Regions from separate parts of the Danio rerio genome. Here region 2 is linked to region 1. A link is a contact called in public Hi-C data. All regions are on one chromosome and are shown on one strand. The core of a region is the stretch at or near the end of the contact, and the rest is flanking DNA. Distances in the headings are between cores, read along the strand shown. Region 1 overlaps tp53i13 (tumor protein p53 inducible protein 13). Region 2 overlaps tp53i13 (tumor protein p53 inducible protein 13).

Evidence for each region. A called contact is a pair of places that touch in the nucleus more often than the background predicts.
Region 2: a Hi-C map of embryo shows a contact between it and region 1, with 2.5 times the contacts expected there. The contact joins two enhancer-like sites. A contact is called at or near these places in 3 of 18 Hi-C or Micro-C datasets (caudal fin and embryo) and 1 of 4 datasets of contacts at active chromatin or transcription factors (caudal fin).

Annotation. Positions count from the first base shown.
Region 1 is chr15:28,136,283-28,138,982 of GRCz12tu, reverse strand. The region is part of intron 1 of tp53i13 (tumor protein p53 inducible protein 13); the gene reads left to right. Among named protein-coding and RNA genes, the nearest start is that of hic1, 15 kb to the left of the region's middle. Within about 2 kb of position 1,287, at least 21 of the 62 cell types and tissues checked have an H3K27ac peak or open chromatin away from gene starts, as enhancers often do.
Region 2 is chr15:28,321,835-28,324,534 of GRCz12tu, reverse strand. All of the region lies in intron 1 of tp53i13 (tumor protein p53 inducible protein 13), which reads left to right. Among named protein-coding and RNA genes, the nearest start is that of dre-mir-212, 48 kb to the left of the region's middle. Within about 2 kb of position 1,329, at least 39 of the 62 cell types and tissues checked have an H3K27ac peak or open chromatin away from gene starts, as enhancers often do.

The DNA of each region.
Region 1 (2,700 bases), core at 38-2,537:
GGGCGACCATGTGAGAGTTGCAGAGAGCCAGCTGCCAGCTATTGAACAATGGTCAATTTTTCTCAAGTCAATAATAATAAACATAAGCATTCATGGGCCAATACCAATGGTTTCTGATATTTGACTATTGGAAATAAACCTTCAAATCCTGCCTGAAGCAAAGCCAGTACAACTTGAGGGGTTAAAGTCACTGTTGGTGCCATGACCTAGAAATGCTTGAGATTTAGGTGGGTGAGCATAACAGGGGCCAGTTTTTGGCCAACATAAATCTTATTCAAAATAGTCAACAAGCACTGTTTTCTTTTTGGTTTGTATAGCTGAAAATGTAATTCCTCTAATTGAATATAATATGGAGTATTTATACCTGCTGATATAGACAGTTCCTATCATACAGGTACGGACTGTATCTGCTAATTATCCATTGTCTGTAGTCTTTGCAAGGTATTCTTAACTTCATTCGTTCCTTCCTGAGGCTTAGTCCCTGATTGTGAGGTTGTCACAGCGGAATGAACCAACAATTACTCTGGTATATTTGTTTTATGCAGCAGATGCCTTTCCAGCCACAACTCGGTGTTAGGTAAGCTCTCTCATTCGCATACACTAATGCCAATTTTTTGTTCATCCAGTTCACATATACCGCTTGTCTTTAGACTGTGGGGGAAGCTAAAGCACCCGGAGGTAACCCACGCAAACATAAGGAGAACATGCAAACCCCACACACAAATGCCAACTGGCTGTAAGGCGACAGTGCTAACCACTGAGCCACCTTATTCACAACTTTTCAGTCCCAATGCAGTTGCAGCCATCAGTGACTGTTCATGTTGCATCATATGCAGTATGTAATGGGCTCTGTCTGTTGATGTGTGTCGCGCCATTCATGGTCTGGTGTAGACACAGTGAAACCAACTCGGTGGTCTGTGAGTCAGCAATAGCCTAGTCACAGTGCCACCCTATCCTGAGGCTTACAAGCAACATGTTGGCACCAGTGGTCACTGGTTGTCTCAGTGTTCGAGCAAATGACCCATCTGTAGAGCACATGGCTGTCCGCTCAGTGGTCTCTGCTCTTTAAACTTTCCTAATTAGCCCCTCAGAACTACACATACACACAAGGGGAAGAGCAGCCTTTTGTTTTCTGTGGCCTACGCTCGCCCTACGCCGAACCTCCTCCTTTTCTCTCCTCTCTTCCAGCTAAATCTCTTTTCCGGCTTGATTCTCGCTGAAAACCATATGGCGTGTGACATCATGGGGGCAGGAAGCCGAGCTGAAGGGAAGGATAGAGCCGAGGAGAGCGATCAGAGTGGTGATGTCAGCAGACAGGCATGCAGGGAGGCCCGGTGAGGGTCGGGGGGGTTTGGGGGGGTGCAGGTTGGAAGTGCCTTTAGTTTTTTCTTTTTGTAATTTTCACTCCCACCTGGATAATCAGGGAAGAATTGTCACTGGGTGGAAAGGGGGGGTCTTGTGGACTTTCTGTGAACTGTTTTCCTTTAGGGACTCGTCCCCATGCTGTAATCGAGAACGTCTGCCCTCATTTACCAGTCACATTTTCACATTGTCCAATCTAATATCCACAAAATGCTCTCTGAGGTAAAATCAGTCTTGCACAAGCACTAGGGCACCTATCATGTCTAATCAAAAAGGCATTATGTATAAATCCATTCTCACGGAGGCGAATCTGCCTCCAGATATTTTTTTTTTTTTTTTTTTTTCCATGCAACTTCTTGAAGTTGGTCCTGAACAGAGCTATAGGATTCAAATTAACACGTAATGAGCTAATCAAATGTATGGGCACACCTGTAGATTCATTATTATGATCACAGGTTCTGCATCTTATAGCGGATTTATGAAGTAATCATTATTAAACAAAGCAAAACTTACATTATAGCTTCTTTGAAGTAATTACTCTTCCTAAAATATAAGTTCAGCAACATATTGTTTGTATAAAGACCCCTTCATACAATGAAAAACAAGTTATTTTAAGAGACCCTACTATTGGTTTTTGAAAATTAGCTTCCATGCAGTGTGTAACAGCATTAAGTGAATGAAAACATCCAGCTGAGGTTTAAATCTGAAAGTGCACCATGTTGAAAATTTTTGATTCTTTAATGAAATAGTTGACTCAGAGTTAAATAAATGAATCGAGTTAAGTTTGGATCTTTTGTTAGAACGTATCGACGTCGAAACGGTACCACCAAATATGTAGTTCCAGATCTGGTCAATTGTGAGCGCGCCTTACCTTCAGGCACTAGCAGAGCGTGAGGGATCAAGAGACTGATCATGACGCGAAGAACGGAACTTTGTCAGTAACTGTTACAGTTCAAATAGGCCAGTTTCTTCTTCCTCCGGATCATTACATGTAAGTGTGATTAAAATTGTTGCCTCGTTTTTGTGTAGTTTGCAAAATATGTATTTAATTGTGAGTTATAAGTTGTAGTCACCCAGAACAGCTTATTATCACGTATCTATTATAGATCAGTGCTTGTACTGTATCTCTCAGGTTAAATCTTTATGGGGCTGTTCACATATTGTGTCCAAAACATGACGCGTGCTTCTGCATTTACTGATTTAAATCAGTAAGCTGTGTGTAAGCTGTTCCTACACACGTGTGGCGTGGTCAATTTTCAAAATAGCTTTTGAAACTGTGTGAATTACTTGGGGTTAGGGTTAAGAATAGAGTAATATGCTGGTGTTTAACTGCATTGC
Region 2 (2,700 bases), core at 80-2,579, 190 kb before region 1:
TATTTTAGAGCAGAAATCACAATTATATCGTGATATTTTTATCCTAGGTAGTCATATCCTCAGAAACGGGCCCATGCCTATTCCACACAATTTTTCCTGTACTCCCTACCTTAATCGATTAAGTTAACGAAACAAATTTAAGCAGATTGAGCATAAAAAATAAGTTTCCCCTTAAAAATCTGAATATTTCCAATGTATTTAAATATTAAAATGTATTCAAATGTAATAACAGTTTGTTTTTAAGACCGAAATTACATTTTGAGTAGACCTATGATGTAAGTATTAGAAATATATTGTAATATAAAATAAATATAAAATAAAATTTTCCCCTATTAAAAGGTAAACATAAAATTGACTATAAACATAAAAGAAGACCAAACATAGTTGTGTGAATGTCAGAATGAGCTGAAATTGTTTAGTAGAGCATGCATTGTGTCAGTGCTGTAGTTTAGTTGTCCACCAGCAGAGGGCAGACTCTTCCTTTTAGACTGTTCTCCACCACAGCAGACCTCCATGCTTCAGCGCTCTGCTGGTTGGCTAAGTCACTAGTGCATGAATTTCTGACACTTTCATTTAACACCGTACACTGACACTCAACATCTTGCGCTCTCTCTCTCTCTCTCTCTCTCTCTCTCTCTCTCTCTCTCTCTCTCTCCCTCTCTCTCTCTCACTTACTCACTTTCTCTCCTCCGGCGTGCCTGAACGCTTGTGTGGCTGCTGCCTCTGGTGTGTGGTGGGGACTGACTGTGTCACCGAGCTACTCTGACCAATAGCACGACTGAATTAAAGGCCAGCGCAGACCGAGAGGCCATGAGAACGACTCAACCCCCCTCACCCTTAAAACCCAGCTGCCTTCTGCTGCCCTCACTTTGAGCGCCGCTCTGACACACACACAGTAATAACATTTAAATGCTAGATTCTTGATATGATCCTTTTCCTCTTTGGCCCACCAAAGTGGTTATGTTTTGGTTTTCTTCCTATTTCTCTTTAATAGCTACACATACACATTAAATAAAGAAAAAAAAATGTAGCTAATGCTTTTTTTGTTTTCACTCATTTACACTGGAAGTCTCTTATTTTTTAAAGCAGTTTAATTCAGTTCCAGCTCTTCATTTGAAACTTCAGTTGCACATTTCTTGCATTTGTTATGCATCAAATCGGGTTTCTTTCTGACTGTGACATTTTGTGATCGCTTGTGTTTGCTCTGACCTCCATGTGAACTTTTCACCCCTATGTGCGGAGTGTGAACTTGCTGCCACAGCAGGCAGAAGTGAAACCTGTGTGGGTTTCTGGGCTGCATGTTGTACCCACGCTAAATTGTGCGCCACACGCCGGATGCTGTGATGCTGTTTTCGTTGTTTCTCTCTTTCTTTTTCTCATTCTGCCTTCCTATCTCTCTCCTATGATGTGCTGCGGTCAGGTACGTATCGGGCCAACCGCACCAGCAGAGTCACACTCTCGAGCACGGGCAGGTCGGCACGTACGCGCCCGTCTTTAAACACGTACCACACAGCACCCAGCTACCTGCTTTCAGCCACTCACACATATACACACACGTTTGCAGCCGAGCTTGTATTGTAAACACTTGCCTCAGAATACAACCGTGAGAAAACTGATTCTCAGCTCACATTTGTATTTATAGCATTGCAGGAAGCATGTTCGAGCTGATGTACCCTGTGTAACCTTAAGTGAGACTAGAGCTTCAGCACTTTAAAAGCATCACATAGTTGGTCTATTTGACAAAGCATGTACAGCATGTGGGACGTGTGCAGTCATTTAGTGTGCTTAAATGATTCATTTTCCTTCAGCTTAGTCCCTTCATTCATCAGGGGTCACCACAACAGAGTGAACCACCAACTTATCTAGCAGTTGTTTTACACAGCACATGCCCTTCCAGCTGCAACCCAGTACTGGGAAACATCCATACACACTCATTTACACACATACACTACGGCCAATTTAGTTAATCAATTCACCTATAGCGCATGTTATTGGACTCTGAGGGAAACCGAAGCAACTGGAGGAAACCCACACGAACACAGAGAGAACATGCAAACTCCACACAGAAATGTCTGCTGACCCAGCCTGATTCAAACTTCGACCTTCTTGCTGTGGCCACAGTGTCGCTGTGCTTAAAACATATCCATGCATTTGTTTTTGAGTGTAGATTTCCAATCTAAGACCAATGTAAAGAACCACGTCATACCTTTTCTTCTCTTTTCAAGGTTGTATGTGATATTACAGAATAGAATCTCTTCTGCTAATTTCTTTGCGAAAACAAATCCATATGATAGCTTAGTGCGAAGAACAGCCATACCACCCTGCAGCCCACGACCAGCTACTCACGGAAGCTAAGCAGGGCTGAGCCTGGTCAGTACATGGATGGAAGACCACATGGGAAAGCTAGATTGCTGTTGGAAGTGGTGTTAGTGAGGCCAGCAGGGGGTGCTATATCTGAGTATATCTATATATCTATGTATATCTATAGTATAGTGAAAGGGACACTACTTGTCAGTGAACTTTTGGAGGAGATGTTAAAGAGGTCCTGATTCTCTAGTCATTAAAACATCTCATGGCACTTTTTTTAAAGAGTAGCGGTGTAACCCCAGTGTCCCTCATCCATCGAATTGGCTTTATCTCTGTCTCTCCACTCCAATAGCTGGTGTGTGGTAAGCGCACAGGCGCTGTTGTCCTGTGGCT